2 separate regions of the Mus musculus genome follow, and region 1 is linked to region 2. A link is a contact called in public ChIA-PET data. All regions are on one chromosome and are shown on one strand. Each heading gives the region's core, a stretch centred on a gene start, on an enhancer-like site or on the middle of the called end of the contact. The rest is flanking DNA. Distances are from core to core; before and after follow the strand shown. Region 1 overlaps Atp1a2 (ATPase, Na+/K+ transporting, alpha 2 polypeptide). Region 2 holds the start of Pea15a (phosphoprotein enriched in astrocytes 15A).

Evidence for each region. ChIA-PET counts read pairs in DNA pulled down with a chosen protein or histone mark.
Region 1: an RNA polymerase II ChIA-PET map of neural stem cells shows a contact between it and region 2, with 6 read pairs. The contact joins the enhancer-like site here to the promoter of Pea15a in region 2. A contact is called at or near these places in 15 of 39 promoter capture datasets (the C10 cell line, the HPC-7 cell line, HPC-7-derived erythroid cells and 11 more), 8 of 484 Hi-C or Micro-C datasets (cerebral cortex, cortical neurons, motor cortex and 2 more), 7 of 115 datasets of contacts at active chromatin or transcription factors (bone marrow-derived macrophages, effector CD8 T cells, embryonic basal ganglia and 4 more) and 4 of 9 other capture datasets (adipose tissue, embryonic stem cells, liver and 1 more).

What each region holds. Positions count from the first base shown.
Region 1 is chr1:172,270,355-172,276,480 of GRCm38.p6, reverse strand. It overlaps Atp1a2 (ATPase, Na+/K+ transporting, alpha 2 polypeptide), which reads left to right. Exons shown (of 23, transcript NM_178405.3): 21 at 259-360; 22 at 472-563; 23 at 1,752-4,772. The coding sequence ends at 1,780. All of the region lies in intron 1 of LOC115487369 (a long non-coding RNA gene), which reads right to left. Among named protein-coding and RNA genes, the nearest start is that of Atp1a4, 15 kb to the right of the region's middle. Within about 2 kb of position 4,625, at least 21 of the 459 cell types and tissues checked have an H3K27ac peak or open chromatin away from gene starts, as enhancers often do. A contact at or near this core is called in cortical neurons, embryonic basal ganglia and neural stem cells, where this site is marked.
Region 2 is chr1:172,204,075-172,210,318 of GRCm38.p6, reverse strand. Pea15a (phosphoprotein enriched in astrocytes 15A) reads left to right here and starts at 3,515. Exons shown (of 4, transcript NM_011063.3): 1 at 3,515-3,722. Gm17224 (a long non-coding RNA gene) reads right to left here and starts at 3,336. Exons shown (of 5, transcript XR_865735.3): 1 at 1,065-3,336; 2 at 455-689. It overlaps Casq1 (calsequestrin 1), which reads left to right. Exons shown (of 11, transcript NM_009813.2): 11 at 1-425.

The DNA.
Region 1 (6,126 bases), core at 3,376-5,875, 65 kb before region 2:
ACACACACACACACGCACGCGCGCTTGCACGCGAGCAAGTGAGCGACAGTAATCAGAGGTGAACAGAACAAGCAGAAGAAAACATTTGTTTCCTTTGGTTATGTAAAACATGAGAGGGGGTTTGAAAGGGACTTGGATGAAGGACTTCCTCACATTCCTTCCGGCTCCTTTCCCTTCTATCCCCAGGGGTGTCCCTGGAGTTCCACCTCCCGCTATCCTCCCACAAATCTACCTGCCTTCTTTCTTTTGTCTTTCTAGGAACAAGATCCTGATTTTTGGGCTGCTAGAAGAGACGGCTTTGGCTGCCTTTCTGTCTTACTGCCCGGGCATGGGGGTTGCCCTCCGGATGTACCCACTCAAGTGAGCGTCTCTCTAGGGCTGATGGAGAGGGAGCAAGATGGACTTTAATTCTACCTTTGTGACACTGTTGCAGCCTCTGAAGCTCCTGACACTTCCCTCTGTTGCTTCCAGGGTCACGTGGTGGTTCTGTGCCTTCCCCTACAGTCTCCTCATCTTCATCTATGATGAAGTTCGGAAGCTCATCCTACGGCGGTACCCTGGGGGTAAGCATGTCCACTCTGCAGAGAGGTCTGTCTGACCTAAGGTCCCAGGAGCCCTGAGCATCCCGGCCCTTTTCCTCTATATCCTGTATCCCATCTACCTTAGGGTTCTCTAAGGCCTCCACTTTCCCTAGAGCAGTGTTTCTTAACATTCTTGGTGCTGTGGCCCTTTAATACAGTTCCCCATGTTTTGGTGACCCCCTCCCCCACTCCAACCATAAAGTTATTTCGTTGCTACTTCATAACTGTAACTTCGTTACTGTTATGAATTGTAATATAAATATCTGATATGCAGGATATCTGGCACGCGACCCCTTTGAGACAGTAGACCTTGGGAGGCCTTTGGGCCTGACCTAGTTCTTGTCTTGACTTCAAGCGGTGGAGTTTTGCTTTGACCTGTGAAAGGGTCATTTGACTCCCCAAAGAGGTCACTTCCCACAGGTTAAGAACTACTGCTCTAGAAGTCCAGGTTCGAACGGTCAGGTTAGAAGGGCCCTTCAAGGTCATCCAATCCTCTACACGCTTGCTGATAAAAACGATGCACAGAGGTGATGTATCTGTTTAGGATCATAAGGAAACCCAAACACAGAGCTCCCGATTCCCAGGCATCAACCAAGGCCTGGTTTATGTTCCCTAGACACATCTTTGATCATTTGCTGGGTTGAAATGGATGGCCTACCACACGCGGGCTACAGACAGTGTTTGGTGTACAGTAGCCCAATATTTTGTGTGTGTGTGTGTGTGTGTGTGTGTGTGTGTGTGTGTGTGTGTGTGTATGTGTGTGTTTTAATGGGCCCAATATCTAAAGCTTTGGCGTTTTCACATGGAATCTAAAATCTGACTTCTGAAACAAACATTAAGGCCGTCAGTCTCTGTAGCACCAGCAGGACAGCTGCCTCCTTAAATGCTTGCTACCTGGGAAGCCCAGCAGGCATTTTCAGCATCTACCACATGAAATACAAGTCTCCCCTGAAGACAGACTTGTCCCCTCCCTCCCAGTTAAGAACATCCAGCCCACCCAGCAAGCCCAGGGCTGTCCTTTCCCTCTACCCTACTCCCCTGGCTTCTTCTCCTCTCTAAACTCAGCTATTGAAGCCCTGGTCAACCCTAAACTATTCAGGCCCTGGGCGGGGTTGATCTTTTGCCTCCTTTTATGCTCCTGCTGCAACCTTTATCCTATCTCTCCAACAGGCTGGGTGGAGAAGGAGACGTACTACTGAGCTCAGCGGCAAAGGAAGAACGAGGGGCAGGGGGAGATGGGGTGCTCCGGAGGGGTTGCTGGGGGTTGTGGTGAAGGGAGGGACTGGGGAGTCAGAAGGAGGCACCTGAGGGAACTAAGATGGCAGCCTTGGGTAAATAAACTTGAGGAGACTGCTCCAGCTGCTCCACAGGTCCCGCTGTGAACCCTGGGACAGATCACCTCTTCAGATCCTTCCCATCCCACTCTGCTACATTTTCCGAAAAACTAGGGGTCACCCCAGCCCTTCACCCTCACCTGTATTATTCAAACAGATCGACACCCAAAGGTTAATCCCGGCTAACCCATGAGGAAAGCCTCTCAGGTCACCAAGTGTCAGTGACCCTTGGCTGCATTCCTCTTCCCATTCTCGCCTCCCTTCCCTTCCTACCCTGCCCCCCCCCTCACACCTTGAAAACACAAAATTCTCCTTCTGTGAGTACAAGAGCCTGGGGCCAGAAAAGGAAGCCAGGCGGAGAGATTAGGTCTGTCTCCCAGCCAAGGCCAGTCAGGAACCAGAGGGGAGCTGGGCTGGCAAGGAAAGGTTGGGGTGTGCTGGCTGAAGGAGAGAAAGGAGAGAAAGGAAAGAAGGAAAGAAGGAAGGAGAGAAAGAAAGAAAGGAAGGAAGAAAGAAAGAAAGAAAGAAAGAAAGAAAGAAAGAAAGAAAGAAAGAAAGAAAGAAAGAAAGAAAGAAAGAAAGAAAGAAAGAAAGGAAAGAAAGACCACAGGTTTGTCATCTTCAGCCTCCAGGTAGGTGGGGTAGGCTCTGGCTCTGTGTCCTGCCTTTAGAGACTAGCACACCAGCAAACCAAATTCCCATCTCGTCAGAGTAGCAGTAAGGGCAAGCCCAGGGGGGTAGTGTGCCACCCAGTGACCCATTGATCCTTGGGTAATGGTCCTCTCTGTCCATAAGGCTCAGGAGTCACAGAAGGTCCAGCTATCTCAACCCCACACTCTTGGGAACACCTCCCCGCCTTTTTAGAACAGTAAGTTCTCTGTGGCCTCACACTGTTCTGAGAGCCCCATTAGCTGCCACTTCTCCCTGTGCTCTCTCATTCCCTTCTGCTTCCTGCACATCTGCTGAACCCACGTCATTTCCGGTACTGCCTAGTTAGTCCTGGAAAAGGCTCTCTTGGCCATTGGCAGGAATCAGTGTAGAAAAGTTTCCAGGACATCCCTGGCTTTCCAGAGCATGCAGAATCAGCGTAGCTCATGACACTGTCAGACACTTTAGACATGAGAGAAATTCTTAAGAGACCTATGCCTTTGGCCTCTCAGATGGCACGGCCGCTGTACACAGGGAAGTGTTCACTTTCCTTGAGACGGGAAGCTGGCTTCAGGTTCCTATGGAATAGAGTTTTCTTTCCTTATTCCCTTTTCACCTAACAGTTTTGCTCTTCGGACAGCTGCCCATTCCCTAAGCCTCGCCTAGAAACCATAGCATAGATGTACCTAGATGAATGAGCCAAGCAACTGAGAAACAGCAAGGAAACTGGAAGGCTTGAGGTGGGAATATGAAGGTCAAGACAAGAATTAGGGAGCTGAAAAGATGGCTCATCAGTTGACTGCTCTTCCAGAGGTCCTGAGTTCAATTCCCAGCAACCACATGATAGCTCGCAACCATCTATAATAGGATCCAAACACTCTTCTGGTGTGTCTGAAGACAGCTACAGTGTACTCATAATAAATAAAGTAAATAAATTAAAAAAAAAAGAAAAAGACAAGCATTAGGCCAGGGCCACGGGCCTCCCAAGGGCAACTGTCTCACCACAGTGGAGTTTTGCTTTACCCATAAATACCTTGAACTTTTTCAGTCATGTGTGGCCTTCAGTTGGAAGTCTAAATGGGACACCATATTTATTTGGGCCTGATTAATTTGAGATCATTGACTTTGAACAAAAGTTTACCTCCCGCACAATCAATAAAGTCATCTGGTCGGTAAATGAAGAGCATAAACAATATTGTTAGGAGCGGTATACTTAGTCTCAGAGTATGCTTCTCGAGCACTTTAGAAATCTCCCTCTAGAATCAGCAAGTTCACCGGCTAATTATTCTCAGCCCTGATCTATCTGTTAAAGGAACGTCTACAAGGTCTTTACTAGCGACCTTCTGTGAGACATTAGTTTGAGGCAGTACATGTGTACTTGAAAATAATAAAGTTGCATTTCTTTATGAAAAATGACAAGAGAAACTGCTCCCATGGTTGATTTCTATACTTAACATTGGCCTTCCCCTCAGACTGTGGTACTGGATGTGTGCATGGAAGGACTTGGCTTGCTAAGGGAACTCGAGCGGCAGGGAAGTAATCCTGCCACAGACCATGCTCTAAAGGGGAGAAAGTTAAATTTATATATCCTCGTCCTCGTAGCCAGGCCCACCGGGAGCCATAAGGGTTTGTCCAAGACAGGGAAGAGTGGCTAAGGGTCCATGACAGGCAAGGACATTTCAATTATTTTTTCTGTTTCAGACAAAATCAGTCCACTCCCAATCTTAGGGGCATGGAATAGAGGTTTTGTTCTGGGGCCACAACAGCCAAGTCAGTGCTGACCAATAGCGTATACTGTACCCAGCGCCATCTTTAGGGAATGAGGTAAAATGCAGACATCATTGAGGTCTCCCTGAGTAGGTATCTGAGACCTTTTCGCAGAGCATGCATGTGGTGGGCAGAAGGTGAGACACTGTGCACTGAGGTGAGGAGCAAGATGGTGAACATTCCTGCAGGAGTCGGTGGGGATGGGAGACAGGGGGACGCTGGCTCTTACAACCCACTCTCAAGTCTCAGCCTAACCATGAAAAGCCTGCCCCAGTCCAAGACGTGTACCGGCCCCTTTATTACAACTCTCACTGTAGTCATGGTGACGGTGCTTGTCTCAGAGGTTGTCAGGGTGACGGCTGCTCCCTCGGAGTCTTTAAAAACATCAGTTTTCTTTGTAATGGTTAAGAATAAACCCGGATTAAAGTTTACTTTGACCGCACCTCAGGGCCTGGGTTCTTGATGGATTCTCTACCAAGAACACTTTTCTTTTCCTTCCCTGGCTCTCCTGCCTCATACTGACATTAGACATTACATCTCCTTGGGAAGAATTCTCATGGCTGCCCTCAAAACACTGGCATTCCTGGCATTTCTTTTCTCTTCAATTTGTTCTTTATTCATAAACACTAACTCCTGATCAGCACGGGAGATTCAAGATTCGACCCACTCTGTGTCTGGACCTAGGCTGCTTCACCCTCCTTGGGCAACCTGGTGGTCCCCTGCTCCCAGAAGGTTGCCATGTTGATGCTGAACTTAGTGTGGGCATTTGGTCAGCATAGTGCACTACAGTCCAGAACTCCTGGACTCAAGTGATCCTTCAGTCTCAGCCTCCCTAATAGCTGTGACTACGGGTATGTGCCACCAAGCCAAACACTAACTCAAATTTAGGTTATGAAAAATGGATGCATGCATGGATGGATACATGGATGGATACATGGATAGATGAGTGGATGGATGGATGGATGGTTGGATGCATGGATGCATGGGTGGATGGATATAATATGCTATGTTATATGCACATAACAGTGGCTAGAGAGACAACTCACTGATTAAGAGCACTGAGAGGGGGCTGGTGAGATGGCTCAGTGGGTAAGAGCACCCGACTGCTCTTCCGAAGGTCAGGAGTTCAAATCCCAGCAACCACATGGTGGCTCACAACCATCCGTAATGAGATCTGACTCCCTCTTCTGGAGTGTCTGAGGACAGCTACAGTGTACTTACATATAAAATAAATAAATCTTTTAAAAAAAAAAAAAAAAGAGCACTGAGAGCTCTTCCAGAGAGGAACAGGGTTCAATTTGATTCACAGCATCCATGTGTTGACCCACAGCTTTCTGTAACTTCAGTCCCAGGTAACCCAACACATTTTTTCCCCTCTGTGAGCACTTCATGCACCTGGCACACAGACATGCATGCAGGCAAAGTACCCGTTGTCTTAGTCACTGTTCTATTGCTGTGAAGAGACACCGTGACCAAGGAAACTTTTTCAAATAGAAGCATTTAATTGGGACTTGCTTACAGTTTCAAAAGGACAGTCCATTGTCCTCATGGCAGGGAGGGTGGCAGCACAGAAGCAGGCGTGGTGCTGGAGAAGTAACAGAGCTACCCCTGCAGAGAGATCAGGCCTAGCTTAGGCTTTTGAAACACCAAAGCTTATCCCCAGCCTCTTCCAACAAGGCCACACCTCCTCATCCCTCACAACAGTCCATCACCGGGAGCCAAGCACGCAAACACATGAGCTTACAGGGGTCATTCTCATTGAGACCACCATGCCCATACACACAAGATGCATGACT
Region 2 (6,244 bases), core at 2,266-4,765:
ACCAGCCCCACTTGCTCCTTACTTGTTGTACCTTTCTGCCATCTGTGCCCTTCCCTGGGCTCCTTGGGACACTAGGTCATTCTCTACTACAGGGCCAACTGTGGTCTGCATACAGGGTGCTTGAGGTCCTGGTCTCCCTCTCCGAGGAGAAAAGGAGCTGCTTTTTCTTAGATCCCAGCCCAGTTCTCTCATCTGACTTGCTTCTTCCCCCATACCTTATCTGTTTCTCTTCCCGCCACTCCCCATACTTAACGGTTTGCAAACTCTTCTCTATCCCATTTCTCAAATCTTAAACCTCTCTCACTGTCCTGACCCTGGCCAGGAGGAAGGGAGGTACTGTGTTAGGGGCTATAATCTTAGCCATCTCCTGTTAATGTATTTGGGTCAAATGCAAGGCCTTAATAAAGAAATCTGGGGCAGAATGAGCAAGTGTCTGTTGTTGATGAAGTCTCACCCTTATAGGAGGAGGGAGGTGACCGTTGAAGAGGAGATTTAACTGTGGGTGCTGTGCCTTGTTAGGAGTGAGTTAGAGGGCTGATGAGCAGGGTTGGGGGCTCTCTCCCCAGGCAGTATCCACCCCGAGTCAACAAGCCTTTTCTGAACACATGGCATTTGTGCACTGCTGCTGTTGGGCTCTGGAAGAACAGAGTGTGCCAGGCCTGTCCCTGCTCTTGAGCTGACTCGTCTGCCTGAAAAGTCAAGACAAGCGAAGAATAACCTAGCAGTGTGTGATTGATTCCCAGCCGCTCTTTATTGGAGCATCAGGACTGAGTCCACTGTCCTTAGTGAGGTCTCCCCAGACTCTGATGGTCCTGCAGTCTCGTCCAGTGCTCCCACTGCCCGCCCTGAGGACCTCATTCTTGAACTTAGTGCACTGTTACCGATCTTTACACAGCTGCTGAACTGAGTCCTGAGGACAGGTACCCAGACTTTCTCTCTATTTTCATAAGGCCTGGGACATAAAGAACTGTCCTATATCTGTTTAAGAAAGGATGAAAAAAAAAAAAAACCAAGCTAGAAGAGAGGGAGGATGGGCTTGGGAGTCTGTTTGAGGTGATGCACACCTTTAATCCCAACACTCCGGAGGCAGAGCAGGCAGATCTCTCTGAATTGGAAGCCAACCCTGTCTACAGATCGACTTCCAGGACACCAGGGCTATACAGAGGAAACCTGTCTTAGAGAATAAACAAACAACAAAAAACACATCAACAACAAAACAACAACAAGAAGATGGGCTCGGTGACTTCCACAATGGAAACAAACCTTCTCCAGACCTTCAATTGAAGAATGGGCTTTGAATGGAGGCAAAGGAATTAGGACAGGGACATCCCAGTCAAAGCAAACAAAAACAAAGAAACAAACCTCAAAAGCATTAGCAAGGTGTGTTAGTCCCACCAGAGGTCTGAAAAGTAAAGAGAAATTCAAGTTGTGGCCACGAGGTTGGGTAAGCATAATGGGGTTGTTCTGTAGAGATGTCTGAACTGAATCCTATGAACTGGGGAAAGACAAAATTTCATCTGGTAGCAAAAGCCAGGATAGACTTAGGGAGGAGGGGTCATGTAAAAGCAGAGGCAAGGAACCCCGTTTCAGAAACTGTTTTGATCAGAGTAAGTTTGGGAGGATCTGGCCTGTGTAGTGGTTGTCGTAATGAGAGGGCATTGCTATTGGAACCAAGAGTATCCCCTAGACTTAGATCTATTGGGCTTCTATAAAAAGGACTCGTGCGCACCCGTACTCCGCAGGACAGGCTCAGGTGGGAGTAAACATATACAAGATGGGAGCATGAAAGGACCAAACTCCCGAATAAGCTTCTAAATAAGGAAACATCCTTTGTTGTTGTTTATGGATAGGGTATCACTATGTAGCCGAAGATGGGAATAATCCTGCCTCAACATTCTAAGTCTTACGGTGGTATATCACCATATTATGCATGCTACTAGTTTTTGTTAAGGCAGAGCAAAGTTATTGGATGTCTAAGTATAGAAAAATGAGTCCTAAGATTAGAAAAGTTGTCACTCTCCACAGTCAAATCCAGGAAGTATTCTTAGGGAAAGCGACAGAAGTATATAAAGCAGAAACCAGATATCTAATCGACCTAATCACATGTAATGGATAACTAATAGGTAATTGGGTATTAGGTTACATCATAAAAATATTATGGGATTCACTTCATATAGATCAAAAGATACTAGACTACATGTCTTTGATTTTTTTTTTTTGCACCTATCTGGTACCAGTCCCTAAAAACTTTATTATTCCTGATTCTCAGAAGAACCCTATGAAGTGAGACTGGTATCCTCAACTTTATGGACTTAATTTGTCTATGGAAACAGAATAAGTATAAAGTCCACATTCTCTGTGTTTTGCTCTGCCTCATTTGTCTCATGTAAATGTGGTATGTCTATGCAAAAGTGTACAGTCACTCTGTGTCTCAAAGATGGGTCAACATGATAGATTCCGACCCTACAGCGACTCAGAAACAAAAGCAACTTCTGAGGGTATATTAGTTACCCTCAAAGGAGCAATGGGCAGCCATGTGGGGGGTGGGGGTGGGGCTGGGGGTAAGAGGAGCAAAGAGAAGAACTATATATGAAACCTAAGGCACAGGACCAGGACCTGCTCCTCCCAGAAGAAGGGGCTCATCTTAGGCTTCTGGAAGGGTCTCTGATCAGCTGGACCTGAAGGCAAAATGGGGTGTTCCTGGTGGTGTGCAAACATTGAAGCCGTTCTCAGGGTCAGGCACTTGCAGAGCTGAGCTGACGCCCCTCATGGAGGTAGGGTGAAAATCGGATGCTTCTCCAATTCTCCCTCCTCCCTCCTCCCTCTTTCAGCCCGGCTGAGTGAGCCTCTGGAGGAGGAAAGTCCCTGAGGTGTAGGGGAAGTGAGAATTATCACACTGGGCCTAGGCAGAAGGACAGAGCTAGGAGACAGCTAAGTGTGGCTTTGTTGTCTATATTTGCATGCTGAGCTCATGGCTTTTTTCCTCCAGAAAATAAAATTACATCATAGTGTGTGGGGGTGTGGGGGTGCGTGTGTGGGGGTATATTTGGGAAAGGCAGGAGGTGCTCAGGGGTCCAGCTGCTATTATACACAAGAGCTCATGGCCCCGGGCCAAGTAAAAGAGATTTCCCTGTTGCTGCCTGCCCCTGTCCCATTTTTATTCCTAGCGTGGATAAACTTGACCGTTTCCTACTGAGTCTCTGATCTATAAGGCTAGGAAATAGGATTTCTAAATACCAAAGCGAAGTAGCTAAGAGAACCCAGAGGCCATAGGTCTTCCAAATCCCCCAATCCAAATTGATCTGCCTTCCAGGGGTCCTGGCCATCGTGACCAACCAAAGGTCAGAGGGCAGGAAAGTGACCCATTAGGAAAAAAACGAGGATCTTCTCACAGTTTAAGGGGAAGAGTCCATATTCCATCCCAGTCCTGCCCCCATCCTAGGAGCCTTCCAGAACCCCAGTCCCCAGTCCCTGTCCCCTCCTGCTTCCCCTCCCCCTTTCCTCCCCGCTCCCCGCCCCCCGCCCCTCCCCGGCTCTGACATCACCGGCCAGTCGGGTGGGGTGAGGCGGTGCTGGGCTCAAGCTCTGCTCCACGGGCGGAAGAGGCGGCGGCGGCAGGATCGGCGGCAGCGGTGGCAGGAGCCAAGGAGCAGGCTCCAGACGCTGCTTAGGAACCGGGGACCCGGGAGTGCCCGCACCCTGAGCTCTCAGCTCCGGAGGCGGTGAGAGGGGCAGAGGGAAGATGTGTCGTGGGGAGGAGGTAGATTGGGGATCTGGGTTTGGAGGGTCACGATCCCGGACGCAGGGGACAAATAGGGGAGCTTGAGGATTCAGACAGGTCCACGGTGTCAGGCTCCATGGGGTCCTTCTCTGTCCATGCATCCAGAGACTGGAGAGTGTCACAGGCAGCGTGGCTTCATCCGCCCATTCCGTGCTGAACAGCAGTTTGGGAGTCCGACGGGGCCTGGGGATTAGGATGTAGCCTGCTTCCCGCCCAGCCGGCCGAGCCAGGCCAGCTCCCGCCCCTCCCTCCTCGCTTTAGCTTCGGACTCGCCTCTGCAGGCGTCCAGGCTCAGCTCAGCCCTGCTTCAGTTCCTCCGGCAGCAGGCAACTGGTCTGGGTACTCTCACACCCAGTTTACTGCATCTGAGGAGAGTGGGATTGGTGGAAGCTTGCCCAGAGGAAAGGGGCTGGGGATACATAGGAATGATGTAGCCAATATAAAGACACTAATTTTTAAAACAATCCTTGTCAAAACCGACAGGGACAGAAACACACCTTTAAGAAAAAAAAAAAGACAGCCAACCACACAGTGACACACACCCATGTGACTTACACACATCCTCTCATACAAACCAAATCACAACACCCCTGCACTAGGCATCCACCCACCCACCACAACCCGTTTGTTACCTCCCATGTGGAGTCTCCTTGACCAGCATCAGTCTTAACACGAATGTTCAGTAGTGGGTGGAAAGGACCACTGTCCACAAACACACCCAGATTTTACAGTTTTAGTGGGCAATACCTCAAGGACTGGTGAGCCTGTGCTCTTACCTGGGTGAGGGGCTTCTTGTGACCTTTGTTGCTGACTGCCAGTTTAGAGCATAGGGTACCTGGGAGTGGCTAGAGCCTGGACATCAATATGGCCAAAGGATGGAGGAAGGAGTAGAAGCCAGGGAGAGGGTGAAAAGAATGAGTCAGCCAAGGATGGAACCCAAGTCAGGGGGAGAGAGAATGAGAGGAATGTGTGAGAAGACAGGGAGAGCTGACCAGAGAGCCACAGAGAAAAGGAAAGAGGTGGCCAGAGGCACAGGAAGGGTGCTGGAGAGGACGAGAATCTCAAGTTAGGGAGCCTTGTTTCTCTAGGTTCCTGTGTTTGGCCCCCCAGGCTGTATATTGTTTCTCTAGGTTGTGCGTCTGGCCCCCCCAGGCTGTAGGAGCGATTAGCGTTAATTGCTCTTCCCTTTGCGGTTAAACACTCTCGTGGGGAGACCGCCAGCAAGCTCTAGGCTGCCAGCTTCCCTGGCCGCCTACTACTTGTGTGACACCTGTGCTCGGCAGGTGTACATACGCTGTCATACATAAGGGCACAGAGCCACACTGTAACACACCACACACACACACACACACACACACACACACACACACACACACACACACACACACACACACACACACACACACACCTTCATGTACACTGTCAAGATGGCCATCTCCGCCGGCTGGTCAGTAGCCACCCAGTATGCATCAGTCCCTCCCAAGCCGCTGCTCTCTCTTTCCATCCGGAAGGCTCATCCCTTCCTTATGGTAGCTCTGGGTACTTAGGTGGGAACACAGAGTCTTACCAAGTTCAAATGTATCCATGGCTACCGCCAAATGGAGTGAGCAGGAAGAGCTGGGAGGCCTCAGTGCCCAGTAAAAGAATAAAAGGGGGGTGGGAATTAGCTCAATGGTAGAGTGCTTGCCTGTCAAGCCCAAGGCCCTGGGTTTTGGTCCTCCCAGGTGGGAGAGGGGTGGGAGACAAAATTACAAAAAAGAAACCCCCCCAAAAAAAGAGTAACTGAAAGAGGCAGAAAAATAAACTAAAGATGACTAGGGAGAGAGAAACTAAACCAGGAAGGGGAAAGCTGGGAAAGCTAGCTAGTCACACAGGGCTCATCCCCGCTCATAACCAGCAAGCCCCGCTCTGCCCTGCCTAATCCCAGGCCAGTTAGCTCTGGCTGCCTCCATCTTGGGCATGGCCCTCCCCCTTCTCAGAGGCAACCTGTTTTTCCGTTTTTTTAGATGTACATTTTGGAGCCCTGCTCCTAGGCTGACCTTGGAAACCGTAAAACTTTCTTCATTGTTACAGGAAGAAAGGAGAGTGTCTGCTGAGCTACCCAAAGCTAGATTAAAAGGTTGGGGGAAGAAGTCGGTTAAGATACTGAAAGAAATACACTGCTGGGGCTTTGGATTTGAGGCCCTGATAGCACTGAAATTCCAATAGCTCCAGCCTGCTCCCGGCCTGCCCTTCCCACCTGTTTCCTTGATTACTTCCTCCAGTTCCCGACTTGAGACAAGGCTGACTGAAGTGAGTGCCTAGGAATTGGCCTCCTGCTCCTTAGAGGGACCCTCTAGTCTCTGCATCTGTAATAGGATCGCTCCTCCCCGCAGCCTTTGGCAGCTGTAGAAGATGTGGAGGAAGGGGTGACATCTAATCCTTGGGCTTCCCTTTTACATTTCCTATCTGGAACCAAGTGCT